Linked DNA regions of Mus musculus: region 1 is linked to region 2. A link is a contact called in public Hi-C data. All regions are on one chromosome and are shown on one strand. The core of a region is the stretch at or near the end of the contact, and the rest is flanking DNA. Distances in the headings are between cores, read along the strand shown. Region 1 overlaps Zmiz1 (zinc finger, MIZ-type containing 1). Region 2 overlaps Gm31838 (a long non-coding RNA gene).

What was found. Hi-C and Micro-C count contacts between places; a contact is called where the count stands out from the background.
Region 1: a contact with region 2 is called in a Hi-C map of embryonic fibroblasts, with 2.2 times the contacts expected there. The contact joins two enhancer-like sites. A contact is called at or near these places in 1 of 484 Hi-C or Micro-C datasets (embryonic fibroblasts) and 1 of 115 datasets of contacts at active chromatin or transcription factors (large pre-B cells).

What each region holds. Positions count from the first base shown.
Region 1 is chr14:25,522,191-25,529,238 of GRCm38.p6, reverse strand. The region is part of intron 2 of Zmiz1 (zinc finger, MIZ-type containing 1); the gene reads right to left. Among named protein-coding and RNA genes, the nearest start is that of Mir3075, 8.7 kb to the left of the region's middle. Within about 2 kb of position 1,733, at least 120 of the 459 cell types and tissues checked have an H3K27ac peak or open chromatin away from gene starts, as enhancers often do. A contact at or near this core is called in embryonic fibroblasts, where this site is marked.
Region 2 is chr14:24,797,186-24,804,945 of GRCm38.p6, reverse strand. It overlaps Gm31838 (a long non-coding RNA gene), which reads right to left. Exons shown (of 7, transcript XR_874416.2): 4 at 6,104-6,317; 5 at 3,822-3,987; 6 at 1,031-1,193. Among named protein-coding and RNA genes, the nearest start is that of Gm32008, 16 kb to the left of the region's middle. Within about 2 kb of position 1,740, at least 13 of the 459 cell types and tissues checked have an H3K27ac peak or open chromatin away from gene starts, as enhancers often do. A contact at or near this core is called in embryonic fibroblasts, where this site is marked.

The DNA.
Region 1 (7,048 bases), core at 484-2,983, 720 kb before region 2:
AGCTGAAGGACTAAAGAAGAAAGGGTCTTTGCGCTTCACCCCACAGTTTGTCTCTAGGCACGTCACCAACTCAGCTTTCCCCACCCACACCTTGTTTGGTCAGTGCTGGAGTTTGTGTCCAGCCTTTCCCTTTCATCTTTTCCTAACCTGGTCCAGCTGCCTGCCATCCCCTGAAGTTTCCAGCTGGGAAGAGGGACGATGTTTACTCAGTGCCCAGGTGGCTGGACAAACTCTAGGAGGAGACTAACCCTCAGCAGGGAGCTGGGCAGAGAAGGGCAGTCCTGATCTGCTTCCCTGTGCATGGCCAGAGACTAGCTAGGCCTGCCTTCCTGGGCGCCCTAGGCCCAGCCCTGGAAGGTGCCAGCGTAGTTCAGCCTCTGCATCTTCCTGCACCAATTACGGATGTGATATCAGCTCATCCATCCCTGGGCCAGGGCACACCCATTACAGGTTGTCTCCCTGTCCTGGAGGGTCCTGTGATCGTTAGGAGCATGCCAGCCAGGCCTTCTTGTAGGCGTAAGCTGCCCTTCTCTACAGAAGCTGGGATCACCACCCCTCCCCGGCCCCACCACGTTCTTTCAGGGGGAGGCTCTCATCCTAGCAATCTGAAGACAGTGTCGGGGTGAGAAGCGCACCCTCACCTGCCCATTCATCCTTAGGACTGACAGAACACACACCCTGGGGGCTTGGAAGGCACGAGGATATTGCTTGAGGTGGGTAGTCTTTTCATGATGCTCTAGCACCTGATACTAGTCTTGCAGACACCCCAATTTTACGGTTTGAATATGTCCCCACTGTCTATGTGTTCATGGCTTGGAAGTGGGGCCCTCATGATGGCATTAGTGGTGTCACAGAAGAGCTCAGTCTGGCAATGGAGCACCCTCTACCTCATTGGGAAGCCCTCAGCAGATGCTAACACTATGTACTAGGACTCCTCAGCCTCCAGAAATATGGGTCAAAGAAACTCCTATTCCTTCTAAACTATCTGGTCTCAAGTAGTTTGTTATAGCAACAGAGACAGAGCAAAGCAAGGACTTAGCTGGATACAAAGAAGCAGCACTGGCTTCAGTGTTACAGGCCATGTTTGGATTAGAGACAGTGGGCTGACACATGGTGCTTACTGCCCCACTCCAGGCCTAGTCTAAAGATACTGTTTATACATATGCACCCACTGTAAACAAACTTATACCCCCACACTCAAAGCAATTCCATGAGGTGGGGACTGGCGTCCTCACTGCACAAATGAGGCAATATGGGCTCAGATACTGGAGGCCACTTGCTTAGGGTCAGAAAGTGACAGTATTGGACTCAGTACTAGATTTAGGCACTGTGAACTGAGTCCACAGGACTGTCATCCCAGGGCTCTTGGGGAGAGTAGAGAGGACAGCCACCAGAGGCTACCCCAACCATAAGTGGGCAGCCTGCTGCCCAAGGGTCTGCCTTTATTCATCTGAGTCCATTATCACTCAAAACTGTCTAGAGTCTCTCATGAGGTCAGGGCTGAGAGCTCTCAAGTGCCCATGGCCACTCCGTGCCACTGTGAATAGATCTCAGAGATCAAGGGCATCACACCAGGCTGGGGCTCCTGGGGCCTGGAGCAGAGCCTCCAGATTCTCTGACCTGAGTTGTTTTGAGCTTTTGGACACAGCATTGCACCATCCGGAGGAGCAGCCCACATATGTGGGTGAGAAAAAGCAGCCAGCAGGAGAAGCCAGCCCAGCATGCAGTCTGATGACACACAAGCTTAGCAATATTGACTCATAACCATCCATCCTGTGACTCCACCCACTACCAGTACTTCTGGGTTGTACCCAAAACTCAGTGTAACAGCCAGAGTGACTCCCACAAAGAACAGAGGGCCATGGCACTCTCTCTCTGTACTCTCTCTCTCTCTCTCTCTCTCTCTCTCTCTCTCTCTCTCTTTCTGTGTGTGTGTGTGTGTGTGTGTGTGTGTGTGTGTGTGTGTGTAACAACGGGATCCACCTAGGGGTGGGTGGGGCAGGGAGACAACCAGAGGAAGAAGTGAGGGGCATGGTGTCAGCCCTGGACAACCACTCCAGTCCACAAGAGACCAAGGTTGGCCTGGCCCTCTGGTTAACTTTGTCTCTTTGTGACTCAGGGGCCCTGCGTCCAGTGCACACTGCCAATTCCTCTTCCCAAGAACCCATGCCTGCCCAGTCTAAGGACGTCAGGGCACTGTGTCATCGTCCCTCTGCATGTCTGTTCCTGGGAAGGCTCTGGTCCCCTTGGTCGGACTTGTAGGGATCACCCAACAACACCAAGCAATGACAAAGGCTCTGTGAGGCCAGGTTGACAGAGTGGATCCTGAGACCGAGCGGCTTCCGTGTTGGAACTTCCCCTCTCTCTGTTCATTAACAGGTACATTAGTTCAAAGCACACCCCTCTATCTCCTTTAACCCTTCCAAGTCTTAACCCACATTCCTTGGAGTCCTGACCCACTCCCTGGAAGCCTTGGGAAGACACCCATATATACACTGAACTGGGCTGGTGCCAAGCAGCTTTGAAGAGGTTGTCTCAGGTATCTGCCAGGAGGGAGGAGGACCTTCTCATAGCACACACAAACACACACGTCTACATGCTCATGTATACACACACACACACACACACACACACACACACACACACACACACTTTTCAGATCCAATGACCTGACACCCCTGCCTATGAAACGCAAAGCTCAGACATGGTTCACCTGCTGGGCTGGAAGACGGACAGAGGGCCCTCCTCACCCTCAGGGATGTGTGAGGAGCTTGTGAGTGGTCACCCAAGTCCAGATGTTCTCACCAGTCACTAGCTCATCCTCTGCCAAGGGTTTTATTTCACTGACTGCTTATGCTAGGCAAAGTGTCTTCTTGTCCCTGGCTTTTTACAGATGATGCCCAGAATGGACACGTGACTTGCTTGCGGGGACCACCAAACTGGCAGCAGATCCTGAACAAAGAATCTGGAATCTGGGCCTCCGGCATACAGGCCTGCCCTGAGGTGTCTCCTGTGTGCCTGAAGTCAGTGGTTGTCTGAAGGAGCCCAGTCATGCATATGCAGGGTGAGAAGCCCCTACCCGTGGGACAGCGTGGCAGGAGGCAGAGCAGGTCAGGGTCAGGGCACGCCTTCCTTTCTCAAGAGGGTAGGATTCTTGGTGGTGGCTCCCACGGGAATAGGAGACGCTTCAGTCGGGAAGCTTGGGTGGGCCAAGGTAGTGCTTGGGTCGGGCTTCCTGTGGGGGTGACCTGTGTGCCTGTGGCCCTGGGGACAGGACACGCTTCATTGTACTTCATCCCTGGGCTAGACCCATCCTCCCACTCCCCCCAGCTTCCTGTCCCATCAATTCACACTGGGCCCAGGGGAGAGGGAGGGCCTCAGAGGCCGCTTCATAAGGGCTGATCCTTTCTGGAGGCAGGACGGACTGGGAAGCCTGGTGGGCTTGGCCACCATGGCCTCTGACCTCTGAGCCTCTGACCATTTGGTTTACAGGATGAGGCCATGATAAAAGCACCACTTGCTTTCTTCCCCGGGCATACAACCTCGGATGTGGCTGGACAGGGCCTTTGGGAACTGGCTTTGCCTAGTGCTGACAGGTCAGACCAGCTGATAGTGTGCAGGGAAAGGTCCATGGAGCCACTGATGCACACTTGACTCTAGCAGCGTAGGTAACTTCAGCCCAATCTCCATGGCTCACAGGAGTTGGGGCTATATCTACCCAGGCTGGGGGTACAGTAAAAAAGGACGTGGGTGGCCTGCTCTGGGGGCTTAGTGGATATAAACACAGTCTCCTAGTTCCCCCCTGGCTCCTCACTGCTCCCCCAGGCAGTTCTTACACATCAGAGTAAGCAAGGCCTCCTAGCTGGCCTCTAGGCCTACAACCCTCTTCTGTCCATTGAGAGTGGGAGGGACCAGGGTTTCCCTGGAACACAGTTCTTCTGATTGCACATGGTAGCCCAAGTGCCCCCTACCCCCAACCAAGATTAGCCCCAGCCGGCCTCCTGGCCCTGGACATCCTGACAGGCGGGAATGTGCATCTGCTAAGCTTTGGCAGAACTGATAGGAGCCACACACTGGCTGCTAGTTGTAGACAAGGGGCCTGATTAGAGAGTTGGGACTTCTGAGGCAGGAAGCTTGGGAGGGGCTCAGAGATGCTGAAGGCCAATGGTCTGTGGCCTCAGACAAGTAGGGTGGAGGATAGAGGTCAGACTTCAGTCTAGTGGCAGGTGGCCAGCACACTAGAACAACCAGATGACTGTGGGCAGCGGAAACCCAACCTGAAGGCCCAGATGGCTCTAGCTTCATTACTCTGTGCCCGCCCAGCTCAGCACCCATATTCACATGGGACTGGTAAAATGGCAGTCACCAGCCACACCCCTCTGGATTTTCTCTGCACAGAGGCTCCCCATGTATCTTCTTCGTGCTGAATATTGTATCCTCAAATGTTATTGAAGCAAAGTCTGGTGATGCCCTGCATGCTCTGAGGTGGCCCTCGGTACCTCCTCATCTTGGCACCCAGTACTGAGAGTCCTTCTCCCTCCCAGAGCCCAGTTAGCTGTATCTCAATTCCTATACATAGCTGCTTCTTCTAACACGCCTTACCTTCTTGACCCCTTTGGCCTATCTGGGAGGCTGCCATTGATTTGACCATTAATACCTTTAGGGCTGGTTTTCCTGGAACACAGGGCTGGCAAGGACACATGCCAAGAAATATTTGTCAAAAGAAAGAAGAGAGGGATGAGCCAGCCAAGAAGGGGATACAGACAAGAACATAGGTAGCTCACCAAATAGGACTCCCTCACTACTCAGTGGCAACTACAGCTCTTCTCTTTCTGGGCCTGGAAGGACAGCACTGTTCCTAGAAAGACTGGCGAACACGGCAACGGCCAAGCGAGGCCCATTTCAGGGCTGTCTTATCCCGCCTGGAGGGTTCATAGAAGTCCCCAGATGTTCAGAGGTCATCTTGGCCTGCATATCTGTCAGCTGCAGGCAGCTGCTCTGGCTCTGGGAAAGGGGGCCCGAGGAAAGGCCCCTCCTCGGCTAGAAACACCTGCTCAGTCCTTGGTCCTCGAGGAACACAAGTCTCTTACCTGCCTCACTGAGCTCTGACTGGGGGCTTCGACATCCTGAGCTATGGGAGGTCAGACAGGGCAACTCATGACAAGGTCATAGGGTCCTTACCGTGGCAGGGGACTGGTCTCAATCCTCCAACAGGAAGGAAGTATGTCAGATATGGGGTTCCCCAGAGGTTCTAGAGAAAGTCTTTACCTCCACACAGACCAGGACTTGACACACAGTAGGGACATCACACACATTCATTGGCTTTCTGGGTATGTGTTGGGCCACAACAGTTGGAGGCAGCTTTCTTATACCAACCCCCATCTCTGGCTAGGATGCTGCCTTTTAGAGCTCTGCCTTGCCAGAGCTTCCAGCCTCTCTGAGGCAGGGCTGAGGGGAGTTTCTGTGGTCAGATGGATGGTACAGGCGCAGGCTGGAGAGTCTGCTGGAGAGGATCTATACAGGGCTGGTCCCAGCCCGGGAGCTCTAACCCCTGGCTCAGGGCCCTCCACTGTACTACAGCTCCCGTCCTCTGTCCTTCACTGCATGGCAGGCTCCTTGCTTCAGCTGGCCTGAACTGCTTACTTAGATAAACGGGAAAAGCAGCCACGTGATGGTCAAGGTTCCCTTGGTCTCACAGGCATGTAGGTACCCACAACCACACACTGTGGGCCAGGTGGCAACAAGGCCCTGTGGCACAGACTGGGCCAGCTCAAGTTTCTGAAGGACGAGTGACCAGTGGCCTTTGCTCACTTTGCTCTGTGCAAACGTTTGTTTTCTGCTTCCTGGCCCTGCTGGGTGGGAAGCCAGGACTGTGCGGGACACAGAGGACAGGATGGGGAGGGGAATGTGCCCACCCAGGCCTCTGTCTGCTGTTTTCCTTCCTCCCTCTGCCGGCCAAGGGCGGACACATGCCAGGTAGCCCCTCTGGCTTCCAGCAACTCTCAGATAACAAAGAATCCCAGAGCCAGGGCTGAGGATGGACTCAAGGCCCAGAAAGGAGGTCTCAGGGATTTGGCAACCGAGTGTTAGTTTCATAGCTGGACTCCATGGTATGACTTTGGGGGTGTGAGAGCTTGATACCTAGCAGAGACAACTCTAGCTTTGTGCTTTACCTGTCAAAGTTCCATGAGACAAACCTCAACAGTCAGTCTGTCTCTCTGTCTCTCTGTCTCTCTCTGTCTCTCTCTGTCTCTGTCTGTCTTTCTGTCTCTCTGTCTCTGTCTCTCTCTGTCTCTGTCTCTCTCTCTCTCTCTCTCTCGTGTGTGTGTGTGTGTGTGTGTGTGTGTGTGTGTGTGTGTGTGTAGAGTCTGCCCTCTAAATAGTATCCAGAGACATTCTGACTGCCCTTGCTGGTGTGAGTGCCTGCAGCTAGCTTCCGCCTGCCCTGGCTCAGGCCTGGCCTGGCTATCAGGCCCCATCAGCTTAGAAGCTGCCTATAAAAGCAACTCTGAAGATCCAGAGAAGAGTGAGAGGCGTGGCTGAGGGCTCCTAGATAAAAGCCATCTCCATCTGGCCCCGGGAAGCTCTTCATCTACCCTCACAGTGCCTGAGTACAAGGACTCCTGTCATTCTGCTTCACAGACAGGGGTGGGGTGGGGTGTGGTCACAGAAACAACACTAATGAGGGTGTCAATCAACGTCAGAGCCATGGTTTTCACCCATGTCCCACCCCACAACCCTGGGAGCTATGGCTCACCCTAGTGTTGGTTCAGGTCCCTTACCTACTAAGTTCCTGAGCACATTTTCAAAGCCAGACCCTGGCTTCTGGATCGACGCCTAGGAACTTCATTTCTCCTCAGCGTTAGGGACTCTAGGAAGCAGTTCCTACACAGGCCTTGTAATGACATAAGGGTACAAAGAGAAGGAGTGGGGGACACAGAGAGTATTGTAGGAGAAACACTCACTGGATTAGAAAGAAGTTGGACAATTCAGGAGGCAACAGAGCAAAGCTGGGTGGGTAGAGCACCCGGGATGGATGCAGAGAGCA
Region 2 (7,760 bases), core at 491-2,990:
CTGTCCTCTGAAAGAGCAGCAGCTCCCCAAACCACTGCACCATCTCTCTAGTTACCTCTGGCGCTTTGGAAAAAGAATCCATTCCAAAGGTGCCGCTCTGCTTCAGGTTTCATCCTCACTAAGGACAGGACCTCCTCCATCTTAGCTCAATCATCCTGCTACTCAGACATCAACACTGGTCATGTCCTCCAATGCACTGAGTCATGTGCTCCACACCCTCCTGTGTGTGTTCTGCTCTGTGATCCTTGCCTTGAGTAATTCCTATCATCCTGTGTAATTACACACACACACACACACACACACACACACACACACACACACACACACACGTGAGTGCACACACAAGCATGTGCAGTCTTCCTAACTCCACAGACGCATCCCCTACAATATTCTTTCTCGAATGTCCTGGTCTCTCCAGCAATCACCACAGTGTATCCATTCTATTGTCTATGCCTGCAGCTTCTGGCTTGCTATCCTCCCACTGTAAGCTTCATAATGTGTAGTTTATTTGCTTCGGTATCCCTAGTACTTATCCCTAATGCTGGTATGTGTCTGACACATACCAGATACTCTATAGGCACACGGTGAGTGAATCAATAATGTACAAGCTCTGAAGTATTGTCTTGCCCAAGAGAGAGGGAACAGATCGCTGAGGGGTTGATTCTGCATGAGTAGGCTGAGCCTCCAATTGTGGTACCAATGATCCCCCCTGATTTGGGAAATGTCTGGGCCAGTTTCTCAAGAAGTCATGTGAGCACAGGCCTGGTAAGGTCAGGGCAGTTATTTTCCACTGCTGTTGCTGGGGGAGAGAGGAGGGAAACCCCTCACTAAGGAGAAAGTGGGGAGCGTGGGAGGAGTCAGCCGCACCCTGCTATTTCTCCACCAGTCCCCCATCCCATGCCCAAAAGTATACAGCACCCATCCTCCGGCTACACAACTTCAATTCACTATGCCAGGAAAGTACTCCCTCACCCGTCTCATGGAGGCCAAGTGTTTACCACACAAGCAAGAGAACCTGAGTTTGGCTCACCAGAGCCAAGGTAGAAAGCCAGGTGTGACCATGGACGCCTGTAGCCAGGTGTGACGGTGTGTGCCTGTAATCCAAGCAGAAAGGTGTGGTGGAGACAGGAGAGTCTCTGTGGCTTGCTGGGCTCCAGCCAGTCTAGTTCAGTCACTGAGCTCAGTGAGAGAGCCTGCCTCAAAAAGTAAGACAGAAGGCGATTAGGAAAGACATGCAGCATTGACTTCTGGCCTCCACAGGCACGCATGCATGCATGCGTGTGCACACACAAACACAAACATGTGCACACAGAGATGCACACATACACACATTCACCTCATGCAGAAAGATAAGCGAGTGAATTATAAAACCAAGGAAACTCCATAGGGATGAGGATAGGAGGCAGATGCTGAGGAAACAGCAAATCCTGGCAACCCAACCTCTGCTGTGTCCTTCACGCTCTGCTGACATTTGCAACCCAGCCTTCCCACCCTGCAGGCCTCCTGGGGATCACTGGAAAACCTGGGCTGTTTGGGGGAAATACCATCCCTCCCAGTTGCACCCCAGTGAGCAGGTGTGACAGAGTTTTCCAGGAAGGTCATGGAAATATCACTCCCAAATCCTTGCCCACCCCTCCCTGTCTCTCCATGGCAGCAGGTCTCTTCTCCAGAGTGTGAAGCTGCTGCCTGAGATGGGAAACAAGCCCTGGAACTTTTCACCCAGTGAGAATTCCTGCGGCCCTGGTTGTGGCTCTCCAGCATTAGTAATAACTGGCTCTGATCCCTGGACGAACGAGTCAGCCTTGCTGGAGGGTCAGTTATAGTCCCATGTACAATCCATGAACTCCTTCCCAGAACCCTGCAAATAGGGCAGTGGGGTCTTCTTCTATAGAGTCAATGCCCAGTACATTCAGGGTCCTGACCCTTAGATTCAGGTCTCATTGACTCCTTTTGATTTGACCCCCACCTCCCCACAAATCTCCCTGCCTCTGAGACCATCTCCTCCATAGCTGCTCACATAGTAATATTCTAATACCAGACCTCCTCATGTCCTGCCAGCTCAAGTATCCTCTCTGGTTCCCCATTGCCCATCACATTCCCCGCCATCTGACTGGTACCTGCTGTTCTCCCTAGAAGCAATCCTCTTCTCTCCAACCCTCTCTGGAGCTGCTCCTCTGTCTGAACTCTTTCTATAACCTAGACACCCACTGTCCACAGCCTGCGCATCTTCAGGGCTGCGTGCTTCCTACTGCAGATACATTCAGTCACCTGGTCCAAGCTCTCTCTGAAGACATGGCTCCAACACCAGTCATTCCTTTAAGTTCTACCCACCACCCTCACCGTCAAAATGCATTTTCGTCATTCAGTGGGCAGTGGAGCATATTCTAACTTCAGTTTCCTGTAACTACTTTCTATTTTCCTTTTGAGACCAAGTCTCATGTAACCCAGACTGGTCTCTGACTCTCCAGATAGTCAAGAGTGACCATGAACTCCTCAGACTCCTGCCTTCCTGTTCTGGGTGCTGGTATTACATGTGTGCATCACCACACCCAGTTTATGCCAGGCTGGAGGGCCAACCCAGAGCCTCCTGCATGGTAGGCAAGTGCCTACCAACTGACCTACATGTGTGGCTCCTGTAGCTACTTTTCATAGATATGATGGCATGTTCTTAGGATTAATCTAAGCAGTATTCTGAACACATGACTGTTGTTAGAGGAAGGGGAAAAAATCTTTCTGGTCAAGAGAATAGAATCTCTGGCCCGAGTTGAGACCTAACATACATACCAGTTGGATCATAGCCATCATTTGGCCAAGGGACCACTTCTTGGAAAGTAGACTCACCTTAAGCCATGCTAAAGAGATGGGCAGAATATGGAGATCCTGTAGGGAGTCCTTTAATGAGATACTGTGCTCTCCTGCCTGGAGTCCCAGGCCCTAGGGCAGTGCTTCACAGATCTGCACCCAGCACTTTGCCAAAGCACTCAGAAAGGCATCGTTTCTCCTTTCCTTATTGCTAGCTTGACTCTAAGCATCCTTTCCTTACAACATTCTTACTCTTTCTCTAACGCCTCTCTCCCTGGCTCGCGGTTCTGCTGCATGGCTAACTTCCATGTTCAAAGGGTGTGGCTTTTTCCCTCCTCCTCTCTATTCTCCTCTGGGCAACTGCAAAGGTGGCCCACTCATGATTGTTTATTTGTTTTGTTTTTCTTTTAAACTCTGTAAAATTGTCCTTAAGTTTCCATTTCAATTTTTAAAAATTATTTTATTAATAAAACTAAGAAGCCCAAAAAGGGACTTTGATTTCCCTAGATTTATATCATCTAGTAACCATGAAGAGATCCCCAAATTCAAGTGGCACTATGTCACCATAAAAGAGTAAATGGCAGGCTGCTAGCGAAGCATGTAAATAATATATTAATCTGAGAGGAGAAAATAGGACACAAAATAAGACACGTCCCAAGAGTCTGTATGTATGCATGACATATTTGTACACTTAAAAAAAGAGAGAGATCTGGAAAAGTCTATGAGAAAATGTTGATTGGCATGTCTAAAAACCAAAGTATTATGACTATTTTTAATTTCTTCCTTTTTTCTTCTTGCCTATATTTCCAAAAGCAAATGATGTAATAAAATGATAAATAACTATTTTGAAGATTAGTTGATAATTTTCTGGACTTTGGAACTAGACCATTGAACCCTCAGGCTTTGTACTGAGCACAGGCCTGGACAGTCAGAGAGGGTCACACCGTGTGTTCAAGGTGGAAGAACAGAGGGACAGAAAGCTCTAGACTGCTCAGCTCATCAGTCCCAAACCGTCCTACCTTTCAGAGTCAAGGAAACCAATGGCTGTTTCCTCTGACTGTACGTGCTTCTCTGGGACAGGCCCTTGGGTGGGCCTTCAGCTCCTGCCCCCAATCCACTACGCAGGGGCTACCTCATGGCTTTAGGAAGCCTCATTTCCTTCCCCACATCATTTCTCTTGTTCATCTGTTAAAGAGGAAAATGATGGCATTAGCCACTTATAAAAACAGAAAGCAGCAAGACCACTGAGCAGGCAGGAGCATGCTATTTCTAAGGATCATTATAGTTACTGTAATGGATACATGGGGTCCTAAGAGTCCTGTGCATAGCCACTATGATCTCTGCTACTAAGGAAACCTGGAAGAGTCCAGAATTTAAAGTATACTTAAAACACAAGTGAGTAACCTCTGTCCAAGCCCTTGCAGCTAGGTGATGGAGAAGGCAGGACTCCACTCGTCTTTGTTGACACCTTTGTTGGAAGTCAGGTGTCCAGCTCTAACCTGCTGTGATATTACTGGTTGAGAAACACACAGTGAGTGACTTACCCAAAAGTGCACAGTTAGCAAAAAGCTGGGATTGATCCAGTATCTTCTTCCAAAAGGCTTTTAACCCCACACTTCCCTCAAAGCTCAAGTAAAACAATTAAAGCTACTCTCTCCCTGGAAAACTCATCTTTAAACTGGGTGGTTCTGGGTTTCAAGCAGATGTGTCTGAACTCTGGAACTGGGACCTGTAAGGAGCTGATGAGTCTTGTACCTCTGAACCTTCGGGTGGGGGGGTGGGGGGAGCGGGGGAGGGAGGGGCTTCCACAGGGCCATGGATAGAGAGGAAGCACTGTAGTGCAGGAGTCAAGTAGTAGCTGAGCATCAACCTTGTACTCGGGAAGTGTGAGCAAAGTCCAGTGGTCCAAATAGCTCGAGAGAAAAGAGGAGGCTGCCTGGTGAGAGAATCTTAGATGCCAGCTGCCTGTTACGTTATCAGACTGGGGAGGGGGGGGGCAAGCCTATAGTCAAAGGCCTATCAGTTGCCATCTCAGATTTTACTCCCAGGATTTACCAGCTCAACCTCAGTCAATGAACACCCAGGTGAGCTACAACTTCAGGGAGGTTCTAACGCTCATGACTGGTTTTCTTTTTTCTTTTCTTTTCTTTCTTTTTTTTTTTTTTTTAGCTCCCCCAAACACCCACCTCTGACATCATCTGTCACTGTGGATGTAGGAAATTCAAGATGAGTCAACCTTAAAGATGCTCTAATCCAAGGACATGCAAATCACCAGCAGATGGCCAGATCTGCCCCAATACTTGTTTTGTATAGCCTTTGAGTTACAGTGGAGGCAGTAAGAGCATCTCCTGACATCTGGAACCTCATAGTTCAAGCTCTGTATTGTGTTTGATTGGAACCCAATCAGGCTACTCACCTTCCATCTACAGTAGCATTGAAGAGTACAAGAGAGAATTCAAGTGCCAGGAGCCAAAAGCATTTTCTATACTGTCTTGGTTAGGGTTTCTATTGCTGTGATGAAATACCACAACCAAAGCAAGTTAGAGAGGAAAGAGCTTGCTTGACTTACACTTCCACATCATTGTCCATCATTGAAGAAAAGCAGGACAGGAACCCAGAGGCAGGAGCTAACACAGACCATAGAGGAGTGCTGCTTACTGGCTTGCTTCCTATGGCTTATTCAACCTGCTTTCTTACAGAACCCAGGACCACCAGCCCAGGCATGGTACAATCCACAATGGGCTGGGATCTGCCCCATTAATTACTAATTAAGAAAATGCCTTACAGGCTTACCTACAGCCTGATCTTAAGGAGTCATTTTCTTAATGGATGTTCTCTCCTCTCAAATGACGATGTCAAGTTGACATAAAACTAGCCAGCACATATACATACAAAGGTGGCTCATTCCTGCTTCTTACCTATTCACCTTCATCTTCTTTCAAAATACCAAGGCTATGCCAAGGTCCAAAGGTGCTTGCCATAGAAAGGCAACAAGCTCTGCACATCGGGTATGTACAGATTTTCATGAAGCTCAGGTATATCCTGCTCAAACTTTCCCAAGACTTTGTGATCCCCCCAGACCCTTTTGTCCAGGATTAGGGCTGATTTCTTTCTAGGCTTCCCTGAACCCCTAGACTTACAGTTCTAGCCCCAAACTGAAGCTCAGGTTTATGCTGGACTGCTGTAGCCCTCAGTTGACTCTCAACCCTGTCTCCCATCTGACTCCCACAACCTCAGTCCAAAAGAAAAATCTCCCCTCCCAGTGGCTCACATGCAGGTCTTAGTTAAGACTGAAAAGTACCTGGAGGTGAGTAGAGCACACACTCACTGGGCTGTGCCTGGAGAATGTTTCTGAAGACACTCAGATCATAAAGGCTCCCTGGCTTCATGGTTTGATCTGTTGATGAATTGTAACTATCCATAGATTGTTGGGACATGGGGTCTTCTTGGAGGGATGTCGGTGTTGATGTGTCCTGGAGCTTTGGCCCCTGCTCACAGCTGTTTCACTCTTCTTCCTGGAGGTTGTGAAAGACACGGCTCTCCTCTATCATCCTTTCACCCGTGGATGAGATACCATAAATCTTTCCTGCTCTTACATTGCTTTGTCAGGCATTTCATCACAGCAACAAGAAAGCTAACTAACATACCTCTGTGCTGTTTTCCCTGTAAAAGCTTTCAAGCTTCCTGTCACGAAGGAAAGGATGCAAGGCCTATAAGGCCAACGAAAACACACTTCTTCCAAATTCCCAGATGCCTCCTGTATGTGACTTTCCAGCTTCCCCGAGGGTCTTCCCCCACAGCCCCTCTCCTTGGAGCATCACAGCCAGGCATAGAAGGCAGGAGGGAGGTGTGATAGATACTCTCCATGCACATTTCTGGAGCCCAGGGATGCCTTCCTTCCTGTGTGACACCATTATTCCTGCAATCTGCCCTTACCCTGACCTCTCTAAGTGGTATGATGCGCCTTTAGGAGCTTAACTGCCTTCTTCCTGTCACTGGAGGCCACTCTCTGCCTGAGTCCCTTCTTTCTGGTATATAATCACAGCAAGAAATAAAGGCTAAGTTTATAAAGAACTTTCCAGACATCATGTCAGGATACCCATCCTTTAAAAAGTGTATGTTATAATCTCAGTCATTAGAGAAACAGCTTGTGTACTCCAAAACACACAGCCTAACGATAAGGGGACCTGTGGGTAAGCCTTAAAGCATGTACACTCTACGTTGCTTCTCATAATACTCCAAAGCCTATTGTGTTATCTCTCACAGCTTAGGGGAAGCTGAGGTGCAAGAATGAGACATTTACCCCACTGGGCTGTAAATTCATATGATAATTCATAAAGACAGACAGCTGTATGCATCAGACAGACACATCAACACCACCCTAGGCCCCCAAACATGAGATGTGCATAACACTGGTGACAGTAGGAACAGGAGGTACCATGAAGTCAAGGAAGCAGCCCAAGGTCATATAGCTAGTGCATGGCAGGGCTAGGAGTTGAACCTGACATGGTGGCCTATGCTTTGATCTACTTATAGGGTAGAGATAAATAATATGGGTAACTATAGTGATTTGAATAAGAATGGCCCCCATTGGCTCATATATTTGACTGTTTAGCCACCAAGGAGTGGCACTATTTGAAAGGATTAAAAGGATCAGGAAGTATAGTCTTGTGGAGGGAAATGTATCATGGGGGTGGGCCTTGAGGTTTCAAAAGTTCATACAAAGCCCAAATATCTATGTCTCTCTCTCTGTGTGTGTCTCTGTCTGTCTCTCTCTCTCCCTCTCTCTCTCTCTCTGTGTGTGTCTCTCTGTCTCTCTCTGTCTCTCTCTGTGTCTCTCTCTATGTCTCTCTCTGTCTCTCTCTCTGTCTCTCTGTCTGTCTCTCTGTCTCTGTCTCTCCCCCCCCCAGGCCCCCCCTCTCTTCCTGGGAACCAGAATGCTGTTCTTTTTTTTTTTT